Linked DNA regions of Mus musculus: region 2 is linked to region 1. The links are chromatin contacts, called in public HiChIP or PLAC-seq maps. All regions are on one chromosome and are shown on one strand. The core of a region is the stretch at or near the end of the contact, and the rest is flanking DNA. Distances in the headings are between cores, read along the strand shown. Region 1 overlaps Gm31434 (a long non-coding RNA gene). Region 2 overlaps Rab6b (RAB6B, member RAS oncogene family).

Region 1 (6,405 bases), core at 2,532-5,031:
CCTGAGGATCCTTGCCTACTTCCTAGATTTCCCACAAACACCTGGATCAGCTCCTGACCTCTCTGCAGCAGGTGTCCTTTCTGTGCCCTGTCCCCTGGCTCTGGATCTAGGTGGGCCCCTCTCTTCTCAGACCTTTGTTCCTCAGTCTTTCCTCAGTGCCTGCAATCTCTTTTCCCTTTATCTGTGGTGTCCTCCATTCCTGGAAGGGCCTTGGGCTACCCATCCCACCTTCCCCTCCTTCAGCATCTTTGCCACGGTCCTACCCCCTTAGTGTGGGGCCCTGACTTTCTCACTTCTGAAGGGACCGGTGCCCTGCTTTGCCATTATTAGATCCTCACTGCCTTGCTTGGGTCGACTTCCTACCAGGTGACTTGTGAGACTTCAGGACAGGGACCAACCAAGTGCACACAAGAGCAGAAAGCAGGAGGCCATTGCAGAACACTCAGCTGGGTGGATCCAATGAGCACCTGCCTCTCCTGGCCTCTCAAGCACACAAGGTGATGGGAGACGTACCTTCCTGCACATCTTTGTTCCCTGCTGAACACAGATAGGTCCTGGGCGCTGAGACTGGACAGGGATTTCCAGCCCCATCTCAGAGTTCCAACCTCCTCCTGTTTCAGGACACTTCAGCTGGGTCTGGGACTGTAATACACCTTGGACCATATCTGTGAAGGTGGAGTGAGTCACCTGATGTGGTCACTGAAGGCCCCTCCTCCCAGTTCATGGTCACAGGCACTGAGGGTGCAGTTCTTTGCATTGGACATTCGAGAGAAAATGCTTACTGTGTTAGGGTAGAGCTGGCAGAGGAAGAGAGTGGCCAAGACAGATTCTGAGCACATCACAAAGGATTGTGACTGTCAAACCCACAGGGGATGCTGGGCTCCCTGCTCTGAGAACTTCCTTCTAGCCACAGTGGAACTGGTAGTCTGTGAAGGGCATGGCTACTATTTGCCCCTCCCCAAGTCTTCCTCTCTTTTGATGAAAGCACCTCCTAACCCTGCTTGGGACCACCACCCTCACCCACTCACAGGTTAGGAGGTATAAGTGAATGGATGACAATTGAGGCAGGAGGACATAGGCCAGGCCTAGTCATCGGGACCTCTAATGAAGCAGACAGGCCAATGTTTCTCTTGGGGATGCCAGGAATGGGAGTGCTGTCCTCAGTTCTCTCCCTCTCCCTCTCTCTCTCCCTCTCCCTTTCCCTCTCCCTCTCCCTCTCTCTCTTTTCTTCTTCTTCTTCTTCTTCTTCTTCTTCTTCTTCTTCTTCTTCTTCTTCTTCTTCTTCTTCTTCTTCTTCTTCTTCTTCTTCTTCTTCTCCTCCTCCTCCTCCTCCTCCTCCTCCTCCTGCTTGCCTTGTGGGACTGAGCAACTGCTAGATCCTTGGACTTCCATTCACAGCTGCTGCTGACCATTGTTGGGAGTTGGACTACAGACTGTAAGTCATCAACAAATTCCTTTACTAGATGGAGGCTACCCATAAGTTTTGTGACTCTAGAGAACCCTGACTAATACAGAAGTTGGTCTGGAGAGTACTGGAGAGAAAGTTCCCTAGAAAGGGGTGACAAGAAAGGTAGGCAGGTGGGACCACAATGACTGAGACCCACAGCCATATCCTCCAGGCTCTGTGTCCCTCCTGGGTCACTGTATCTGGACTTTGCAATTCTGTGAGCTAATAAATTCTCTTTATGGTTAAGTTTTGCTGGGCTGCATTTCCTGCTGCTGGATTCTGAAGGTTCTGGTAAATCCAATAAACCAAGATTTGGGCTGAGCTGATAGCTCACTTGCCTAGCACTTACTCTGTGAGGCAGGTTGTTGATCCCATTTCAAAGAAGACTGGAAGCCAAGGGCTGGCCTGTCCCATGGAGAGGTCAATGTGACCTGGCTCTCAGGTCTTCTGAGTACAGCCATTGTCTCTCTGGTCTCACATACTACAGACACACTAGACCCTGCTGGCCTCAAGCACTCATGGCTGAGAGGTTACCAGGGCAGAGGCAAGACTTCCCAGCCCCTGGAGAAGAGGGGATCCAAAGTGTTCAGAAACACAGCTCCATAGGCTATCTGCAGGACTAAAAGTTATCACAAAAAAAGTTATAATAACAAAGAAAACATCTATATCATGATGTCAAATAAAAAGGCCAATTTGGGTGGGCAAGATGGCTCACTGTTAGCCATGAAGCTTGAGGACCCGAGTCCAATCCTGGGGAGCCACATGATAGAAGGAGAGAAGAACTTCCCCAAGTTATCCTCATAACTACACACATACACACCAACACACATACACACCCACACACCCACACACAATTTTTATTAGATATTTTTAATAATGCGATTTAAATTTCTAAAATTATATATTTCATATATAATATGTGCCATTTGTGATTTCAAAATGCTGTTCCAGGAGGACGCAGAAGTATGTGTGTCTGTAGTCCTAGCACTGGTGAGAAAGAGAGAGGCAGATCTGGGGCTCGCCAGCCTAGCTGAATTGGTGAGCTTCAGTTTCAGCATGAGAGCCTATCTCAGAAACTAAAGTGGAGAGTGATTGAAGGAGACACCCAGCATTGGGCTCTGGCCTTCACACATCCATGTGCACACGAATACACATGTACACCTACCACACGTGAGCTATGACAGGCAATGTAAGGCTAGGAGAAACAGTAAAGTATGGTATAAAGATTATAATTGCATCTAGTGGACTTTTGCTCTTGTATAATTTCATTTTTCTTTATCTTTTGAATCTTAGCAGCATTGTTGTATAATGAAGCAAACATAATGGGCTTTGATAAAAAGAATGGGGAGAGGAGGAGGAAGGAGAGGAGGAGATGGGTGAGGAGGAAGAGGAGGGGGAGGAGGAAGAAGCAGTCTCCCGAACACGCATCAGCTTCTCTACCCAGTTTTGGAATGGAAAGCATCACCAGGGTCCCCACCTCAGGTGGGGTCAAGGGGACACTCTAGGTCCTGTCCTGCCTTTCTCTCTCCTTTGTGGTTCTGGAGCAGTCACAGCTCCTCTCTGTTGCTTCCATACACCCAGGTAGCCTCCAAGCTGATGCTCTAGCTCCTGTGACTGTCAAGCCTCACATTTATCCTCTGCATCCTAGGGGAGCCCACCCCTTAGACGGTGAGTTAGAGTCTGCTACTCCTGTTAGCTCCCGGTGAGCACGGGTCATGTTACCTAATCCTGCCTTCATAGCTACTGTGCTGTATATTGCCTTTAAAACCAAGCTGGCGAGAAGCCGTGGGCCTCGTGTCCTTCATGTAGGAGTGAAGACTGAGGCTGGAAGAGGCTGACTATGGGATCTGCTTCACTGGACTGATTGGAGGCAGGGTTGGAACTCAAGCTGCAATCTGGCCTATTCCAAAGTCCAAGCCGCTGTCCACACTGACATTGCCTCCCTTCTAGAACATTCCTGGGTGACATGTTTATTTGTTCCTTGCACAAATATTTGCTGAGCACCAGTTATGTACATATCATGACTCTTGTTTGCACAGGAGGAACTCTGAGATACCAGCCCATCCTTGCAGCTCAGAACAGACAAAGAGAAACGCACGTACCCTGCTGAGGACATGGGACCATCATCTCATAGGCGGTATGCAGGATACACCACAGTTTCTACTTATAGCCTAAAAAGGGCTATAGTGTCATAATAGTCTATTTCTACTTCTCATAAACTTTACAACAACACAATATATTGTCATGTTAACTGTGCATGAAACATGTCTGATACATCTCAGATCCTTTCTCATTTCATATCCCACGAGCTCAGCTGCCACCTGTTGCTCAATGACTCGCAGAGAACTGCCAGACTTTCTACCCTGTGACAGTTGATATTGCTTGCTGACTTCACAGAATGTGGAATTTCCCAGGAGGCAAAGCTTCAGGCCCTCATGGGAGGAGTCACCTGGACTACCTCAGCTTCCTGTGAGGAATCGTATGAGGATGGATTCATTGAGATGGTACCTAGGAAGGTACCAGTCTCTGGGCTGCTGTCGTGGACTGCGTACACAGTCAAAGCAGGCTAAGCATCACCAGTCACTGCTGCTTCCTGACCGTGGATGCAATGCATCCGCTGCCTCGTGCTCCCTGCCATGGTAACTCCCCTATCACCACACACCATAAACCTGAAATATGAGTGAACCAAACAAATAACCAGCCAACCAACCAACCAAACCTCAAAGTCCTTTCCTCCTTAGGCTGCTTTTCAGCAGCACCATCCTGGCTCAATGACGTCTACTCAAGATTACTTAAGGTTAATAGTGCCTCAGGACTTTAGCACAGCTCCTGCCTCGCCCCCTTTACCCCATCTCTTTAGGAAGACATTCCATTCTACAATCTCACCAGCAGGGAGGGAGAGACAACACTCACATAACTTTAAGCTGCTTCCGTCGGGCATTTTGTCACAGAAATAGAAATAATAATGAACTGACCAGGGATCTCTTGACCGAGGCTAGTCCTGTGACTTTCATTACAACCTGTTGTAACAACGGCTCCATTCTACTGTCACCGTGGTGAGTCACCTGTGCCTGATTTAGGAATTAAACTTCATCGTGGCTATGTAAGTATATGTATAGTACATTTGTAGAGCTAGAAACTGTCTGCCATTTCAAGGATCAGTCTATAAGGGGTCCTGGAGGTAACCCCTGCAGATAAAGGGGCTTCTGGGCCAGTGATGATGCTGGAACTGAATAGGTGGCAAGTGTACAAGTGACATTCCCAGACAGTGACATTCCTCAGGAGCATTGCAGATGTAGAGAAGGTGGCCCATTCTGACCCCGCCCCCACCTTTGGACTCCATGCTGCCTCTAATTCCACCCCCTTTTCTGGCTTCTTCAAACTCAGTCCCTGGAAGTCCTACCGAGGATAAGCGCAAGTCCACGCTTCGCTGCTCCATGTGAACATAGAGCATGGGCTTCTCCATGAGCCTTGGTGCTTCTTCCTCGGTAAGGAAGCATCGCTCCAAGGCAGGAGGCATCACACTCTTGATGATGAAAGAGAGGAGACACCTGTCCACCCCACCCTAGCCCAAACGCTTCTCTCTTTTTAAGTGTCAGATGACCTAAAATCAATTAGGGGCAGCCCATTCCAAAGGCAATGCCTTGTAGGTAACATGAAGTCTGTTGCCCTCAGCAGGCCTAACATTGATTTATGATGAGAACCCAGTTTGTTCCCCTTCTCTGGCATGGGTCCAGCGTTCCGAGATCTCCTTGTCCATGATCCTGAGGAGAGGAGTCATGAATTCTAGAGAAGATAGCCCCTTAGATCTCTAGTATACCCAGGCTGCGGTCATCTCTCCCCCACCGCCATCCACACCCTGTAGCCCTGCAATGAAAATTACGAGAAGAAAGTCTAGAGAGTAGCAGCCAGGCCCCGCAAGCATCACTCTGTCAGCCCTGGCTGCACCTGAGATCTAGTCTGCAGCAGTGCTTGCGTGGCCTGGCCCGGGTGACTGTAAAACCCTCAGAGTGAGGTGGCATGTGGGGAGCAGTGGCTTCCATGTTTGAGTGTGTACCACAAGCTCCTGGAGATTATCCAGACATAGGTCTCTGGGCCCTGCCTGGAGCCCCTAACTCAGGAGGTCTGAGGTGGAGTCAATGCAGCTCCGATAAGTTAGCAGATGTTGCTGTGGTTGCTGCAGGTCCTACAAGCACAATGCAGCATCCTGATTTTAGAGGAAATCGTGCTGTTTTGGGTACTGTCAATGAGTACTACAGGGCCCACACAAGAGGACTAGGAGCTGACTAGGTGGGAGGGGCAGTTCACCCTCTCTGTTAACTGACGAAGGCGAGTCCCCTGTTACTGATCTGTTTCAGTGACTAGATTCACCTCTGCCTCATTTCCCAGCTGACTCTTGCTCACCTCTGCTGTGACTCGAGAGCAGAGAATGGCATGAGTCATGTGCAAGGCATGAGTGGTGGTGACTGTCCCTACCCCAGAGACCTTACACATTGCATTTTAAAAAGTGTGTGTGTGTGTGGGGGGGGTGTATGCATGTATGTGTGTCTGTGACTGTGTATGTGTTTGTGTTTGTGTGTGTGTTCGTGTGTGTGTGTGTGCCTGTACAGGTGTCTGTGTATGCCTCTGCATGTGTCTATGCATGTGTCTGTGTTTTTGTGTGTGCCTGTGAGTGGGTCTGTGTTTGTGTGTGTGTGTTTGTATATATGTCTGTGTTTGTGTGTGTGTCTCTGTGTTTGTGTATGTATGCCTGAATCTGTGTATGCCTGAGTATGTCTGTGTATGTCTGTGTATGCCTCTCTCTCTCTCTCTCTCTCTCTCTCTCTCTCTCTGTGTGTGTGTGTGTGTGTGTGTGTGTGTGTGTGTGTGTGTGTGTAACCTGTTGCTTCTCCCTTTTTACCAAGTAGGTCCAGGGATGGTATGCAGGTTGTCAGAGCTGGCAGCAGATGCCCTTACCC
Region 2 (6,405 bases), core at 1,175-3,674, 150 kb before region 1:
CTGCTGCTATGCTCAGAAAAAGAAAATAAACAAAGTCTGTCCTCCTCCATCTCCAGAGGATTAACAAGCAATCATGTGTCTGTGTGTGTGTATGTCTGTGTGTGTGTGTGTGTGTGTGTGTGTGTTTGTGTATCTGTGTGTCTTTGTGTATATATGTCTGTGTGTGTGTATCTTTGTGTTTATGCATATGTCTTTGTTTGTATGTGTGTGTCTGTGTATGTATCTGTGTGTATGTCTTTGTGTGTGAGTTTGTGTGTGTCTGTGTGTCTGTGTATGTCTTTGTGTGTACCTATGTGTGTATATGTATGTGTGTGTATGTCTTTGTGTATCTGTGTATTTATGTCTTTGTGTGTATATGTGAGTGTATATATGTGTCTGTGTGTATATGTGTGTGTATGTCTTTGTGTGTCTGTGTGTATATGTCTTTGTGTGTTTATATATATGTCTTTGTATGTGTATATGTGTGTGTGTATGTCTTTGTGTGTGTGTGTGTGTGTGTGTGTGTGTGTATGAATGACGGAGAGAAGCAGAGCCCAGCCTCTCAGCCTAATTACTGCTCTAAAGGGCTTAAGGAAAGGATTTCCACCTGGTGATGTAAAGAAACCGAGTCAGACAATTCTCCCACGCATGGGGAGAGCGGCATCGGATCTGTTCTGTGATCTCCGTTGACTCACCATGACAGTGGTCCTGGGAGGCGCTCAGTCTGATGGCACCAGTCAACTGAGGCAAGCAGCCATTACTGTGCCCGTAGGTACCTGTGGCACCATCTTCAGCCAGGCCTTGTACAGTGATGTCTCCAAGAAGATCCTGGACTTGGCACATCCCAAAACACAGGTGAGAACCAGAAGGGCAGAGGAGTAGCCCTAGACTTGAGGGGCCCAACTAGCTTTCAGGATCACACGCTACAGCCAAAGGCTCATGGGAACTGATGCAAGAGGTGGGGCTCTGTTCTCAGGGCAAACATTTGCCACGCTTCAGGCATTGGAAGAATTTTCAGAGCAGAGCGAGCGGAGCTGGGACAGTGACAGGAGCTGATGTCCAGGCTAGGCCATCGCCAGCCACCACACAGTGACAGGAACAAGTAAAGCCTGATTTGAGTGACAAGCGTCAGGCAATGAGGGTGACAGTGGGAAGAAGGGAGATAAAATTTCAAAGGTAATTTGTCCACTGCTGCTAAGAATCTCAATGCGGTGCCATAGGAAAAACAGGAAGATCGCTAAAAAAAAATCAAGCAGTAGTCAGAAATAGCCAGAGATCACTGTCATTCTTAGCTACCCAGAAGAGTCAAGGCCAGCTGGAGCCACAGGAGTCTCTGTGTCAAAAAGGGAAAAGTCAACTAATAAAAACACAAGCATGTGCGCAGGTGCACACATTCACACGTGTGCATGTGCACACACAGAGCACAAGGAGACTTTAGGAGTGTTAGAACCTAGTGGGGAAACCCCCACTCAACTCCCGATTCGGCGTGCACCCAAGAATCACGAACAGACAACCATCTTGATGTAAATACATGAGGACGTTTAATTATGGAGCTCCGGACCGACATGCATCCCACACAGGAGATAACGGATGTCGGCCACGAGGCTCAGAAGCTAGGGGTTTTTATGGGGTAAGGGGCTTAGGGGTGTGGAATTCAGCATAGAGACACACTATTGGCTTATTTAAACATTAACAGAAAGATTACATGTCAGCAAAAGGGCATCAGGACTTTGTTTCTGTGGGCTGGGGGCTTATCTTTGTTCACATAGCAACCAGTTGATGTATGACTTTACCCGGCGTCAAGGAGCAGTAGACAGAGGGGAGGTTCCGGCCAGGTGGTGTTGACCCAGACAAGATAGCCCTGCTTGTCCTCACAGTCTTCTTTATCTTATAGGTTAAGCTGTTCCCAGGAATGTTTTAACTATGTGGCATACCCAGGTTTGTTTTTCTTTATTTTCAGCCCCAGGCAGCCTCTAGGCTCACAAACAACCAGCAATTTCTGAGTACTTTATATGACTTACAGGTCTTGAAATTTCATCTTTCTTTCAGGAGGGGAGTCTGTTAGGGATGTCACCTCTGCTCCACAGTCAGACCAAAGTGACGCAAAGTCCTGGCTTGGGGGAGGACACAACAGTATGACCGGCATCAATGTCCCAAAGCCACGTACACCCTCTGACGCACCCAGAGTCTCCTGTCCTTCCCCGTAGGCAATCCCTCTGGAGTCCACGTGATATAGGATTTCAGTCCACCCATTGCAGAGTGGAATAAGAACTTGAGGGAAACAGAAAGGGGGTCCTCAGAGGACATCTGAGACAAGGGTGACTGCACTAGGGCACTGACGGACGGACAAGCATCGGAGACTCGTGGGCTGCTCCACACCCAGCAGCGGGGAGAGCGGCACCTTGGAACAGCTGCCCCAGTGAATCTATAAATACTTGTCCTTGAGAATGTGTTGACAAAGGGATTCTACATTCAAACAACCACTGCATCTGCTTTCAGCAGACTGAAGCCCTGGGCTGAGGGGGAGCCCTGAGATTCAGTGCTGAGCGAGAGCAGTCCCCTTCCACTCCCACCCTCATTCCCCCCACCACCCCCCCCCAGTCTAAACAACCCAGCTCTGCTTGTGAAACCACACACTCCCTTTGCCAAGTAACAGCTACTAACATTGTCTGGGAGCTAGTATCTCACAGGACCCTAGCCTAGAGAAATGAACTGGTGAACTAACTGTGGACAGACAGTCCAAGGTGGTGGTAGGGATAACAACTTTGGCAAAATGCTTTAGCTGTGAGGAAACTCACGTGTACTGCCTGCCCTGTCCACCACCACCACTGATACCAAACAGATATGTCTCTGCCCCTCATGAATTCGGTTTGGGGTCACCTATGGGCCTGTGACTGAGCCCAGGCTACCATTCCCAAACCAGGCTCCACAGATGTCTTTATGCCCAGTCTCCTGACCACACAGGGCAGGGTCAACTAAGCGTCCACGCCTCTCTGTGGCAGCGTGTGCTTCAGCAGCAGGGGATGAGGGCGGACTGAGCGTGTGTGACAGTCCGTGCGTGGTCTGTCTGGGTTATGTGTATGTCAAGTCCAGCCAGTGTGACCACTCCTGAGCTGCACCCTCTCCAACTGCCCCTGCACTTCATCTTATCCTCTTCGGCCTGCCCCTTGACATAACCAAACTCTGTAATGCTTCCAACCTGCCTCTTCAAAAGATCCCTTCTCTGGTTTTGATATTTCTCCCTTAAAAAATAAAAGTTTCCTTTTCAACATCTAGACTCTGAGCTCATTTCCGGCCTAGGCCAGGTTACCAGGAAGGGCATGGCATTCCTTCCAATCGGTAAGTTGCCTGAGAGAGCTGCAGTGGCCCCACCCACTCTGAGCTCAATGCTCCCTGGAGACAGCTGGCAGTGCTCTCCAGACAGGGTCCACAGGCAGAGACAGAGGCAGGGGAGGTGGGGGGGGGGAGCATGGGAAGTGGGGAGTCTTACCTGGTAGGTGTTGTCGAAGCTGTCATACATGAACCTCGTGATCAGAGACGTCTTCCCGACTGCAAGGCAGAAAGGAGAGAGAGGTTCAGCCGTAAGACCAGCCTATGGCTAGGGTCTTCTAAACACGCGCACTTGAAAGGCTGGCTCATAGAAACCACAGAAAGCAGAGAAGCAGACCCCAGGAGAAAGAGCCCAAGCCAAGGTGCTGATGTGAGCTCTAGGGGGCCACACTCGTCAGTCCCCAGGCTGCCACGGAGGAGGTGGCGGCCTACCCTTTCTTCACCCTCTACCACCCAAGTCCAGGTCTGCCCTGACCCCAGGCCCCAGCTGACATGAGATCCCAACAGAATGCTCTTCTCATGGCTGCCTGTGCCCCCCTGGATAGACCACCTGACCACTCATCGGCTCAAGGGAGACTTTCTTTGATTCCCATTTATTCAACTTAAACCCTGGTGAGAAAGGGGCAGGGAAGCAGACCTTTCTCAGGTCTCTCAAGGGCAAGCCTATTCCCCACAGAGTGTGTCTGACTGTCCAGCTCAATGCTGGGTCATTAGCACCTCGAGATCCCACTACGTAATTGACAACAGGACCCCCCCAAATACTGTGACAACTGCAGTCCGTAAACTCCCTTACTGGGGCAGAAATGTCCCCAGCTGAAGACTTGCTAGTTTGGCTGAGATGCCAAGAGTCTCTTGGGACAGCCATAAATGCTGCTAATTTCCCAAACTGCAGGGCTTGGCTTTTGACACAACCCCGTGCAGGTCCCCTGGGACACAGCAGTGACAAGAATGCCAACTGCTGTACTTCAGGCCATCTGGGAGGGGAGGAAGGATAATATAAAGGGACATTTGTTAGGTCACTACTCGGAGCTCTTCTCTCCTCTGCCCCACCAGGACTCAGCCACAGTCCAGAGAGGTTCAGAAGCGAGTGCAGGAGATAAGTACCCGTGACAGGGAAGGCAAAGGTCCCTAAGGCCTTTCTGCCCTGTCCACTGTCTAGCAGGCCATCCCCAGGCTGGGACTAGTGGCATGCCGGTCAATCCAATGGGATCCATAGAAAAGCTCTCTGCTGGGTTTGAATCTATTGTGCACAGCACGTAACAGACAAGTGTAGTCATTCCTGACAGCCAACAGTGGCCAAGGAGAGGCAGTCACCTGTCCGATAGACTAGGTTTGAGCTGCAGCCAGAAGACCTCATGGCCAGCCCAGCTGAGGTGAAAATCCTACTGGGGCGCTTACTAGCTGTGTCACCTTGAGGTGGTCATGACCACCTTGAGGTGGTCACCACTCCTCTGGACCTCCCTCGTTATAACACAACAAAGACATCAGAGAATGTTAATTAGTGAGAAGGTCATAAGAGGAACAATACACAGGAAATGCTAAAGAGCAAGAGGTGTCAGGTCACTTAAGATAGCAGAGGTAATTTCCAGAATGACAAATGACAGGAGAAAAACAAAACCACCACCACTAAGGTTGTGTAATGAAGAAACTGACTCTTCCTCGGCTTGGGGTGAGGACGGAAAATGCTGCGATTGGAATTGAGGGCGGAGGTGGGGGGTGGGGGGGCACAACAGGAATATCTCTGTTTGTCCTAAGCCCTAGTCACTCTACCTGAGCCTATATTAATGAGGTGGTGGTTCCCTAGGTGGCTTCAGGATGGGGCTGTCAATCCTAAGACCAGAGGGCTGGGGCCCAGAGTCAGTCCAACCCCCAGGGAAGGAAGGCAGGCTGGGGACTGAGTTCCATCACATGGACAACACTCAACCAGCTCTGCCTGTTTTTGAAATCCCAAAGAATTCCAGACAGCCAGGCCCTGCATAGCCTCCTGGGTTGTGAGATATGCCTTGAAGGGGGAGAGCTGTGATTCTGTGAGGAGAGGGCACAGCCATACTGCGTGGGAACTCACTGAATGGTGAGGCTGGCTAGCTCCAGGGATCTGCCTGTCTCTCCCACCCTCCCCCCTCCACGGCTGTGGTTGCAGATGTGCAGCATCACCACACCCAGCTTCTAACGTGGATGCTGGTGAGCCAAACTCGGGTCTTCATGACTGCACGGCAAGTGACCAGCTGAGCCATCTCTCCATTGCCCCTCACCCCCGCCACTGGCTTCCTGAGTTTCCGTTCTTGAACCTAAGGAGCACTGGGGACCCCCTGGATTTAGAAATAGTTGGTCAGAAGTATGGATGTGTTGGGGAGCCCCTCAACATTTTCCAGCTTCTTTTCTTGGAGACACCCCTGCACGCCTCATCCTTCCCGTGGTCCTCATGCTTCCCAGAGCATTTATCCCTGCTCTTTATTTCTGATCAATTTGTTTCCGCAGCCCCATGCTGGCCAAGTTTGGAACCGCAGGGTCTCTGCCCTGATCCTGGCTTCTGAGGTCTCTGGGCTCAACAGTCTGCAAGGGACTGGACTGCCTGGCTCTGGACACAAAGTCTGAAAACACTAGCAGACACCAGGAACTGCAGGAAAAGGCCCCCTCCATTCTGTCTCCTGGAACCTCCAGAGGCCTGAGCAGAGTATAAGGCAGTCCCTCTGTTCACTCGCGTTGGCCTCCACCACAGCATTACAGGACAGCATGCCTGTGGGGCATGCTTGGGGAGTTCTCGGCCTACCTCACCCCACCCCGGAGGACAGAAGGTCCTGCCCTGTCCCTTTCTTGTCCTCGACAACGGCCCTGGGTAGAAGTTGCTGGAATCTGGAAACAGACCTCATTAGGCCTTACTAGAGGTCATGGCGAGGGTGGGGGGCAGTGTGCTGAGAGGGATGGCGGTGGTCAGCACACACCAGAATTGGCAATGAGAGGAGGGGCAAGAAATGCTGGTGAACCTCAGCTTTGAATTCCTGCAGGAACCCTTCAGAGAGCCAGCCTTCCACCGGGCTCTGCCTTCAAGGTCACTCTACTGCACTGGCACTGCTGGCGGCAAGGCTCAGGACACAG

What was found. HiChIP or PLAC-seq counts read pairs in DNA pulled down with a chosen protein or histone mark.
Region 2: a contact with region 1 is called in an H3K27ac HiChIP or PLAC-seq map of extraembryonic endoderm stem cells. The contact joins two enhancer-like sites. A contact is called at or near these places in 2 of 484 Hi-C or Micro-C datasets (embryonic stem cells and nephron progenitors) and 4 of 115 datasets of contacts at active chromatin or transcription factors (embryonic stem cells, extraembryonic endoderm stem cells and stem cell-derived neural progenitor cells).

What each region holds. Positions count from the first base shown.
Region 1 is chr9:102,993,412-102,999,816 of GRCm38.p6, reverse strand. Gm31434 (a long non-coding RNA gene) reads left to right here. Exons shown (of 3, transcript XR_871114.2): 1 at 1-497; 2 at 3,029-4,550. Among named protein-coding and RNA genes, the nearest start is that of Gm31434, 5.6 kb to the left of the region's middle. Within about 2 kb of position 3,781, at least 30 of the 459 cell types and tissues checked have an H3K27ac peak or open chromatin away from gene starts, as enhancers often do. A contact at or near this core is called in extraembryonic endoderm stem cells, where this site is marked.
Region 2 is chr9:103,137,505-103,143,909 of GRCm38.p6, reverse strand. Rab6b (RAB6B, member RAS oncogene family) reads right to left here. Exons shown (of 8, transcript NM_173781.4): 2 at 3,470-3,528. Among named protein-coding and RNA genes, the nearest start is that of Gm51658, 7.7 kb to the right of the region's middle. Within about 2 kb of position 2,424, at least 16 of the 459 cell types and tissues checked have an H3K27ac peak or open chromatin away from gene starts, as enhancers often do. A contact at or near this core is called in extraembryonic endoderm stem cells, where this site is marked.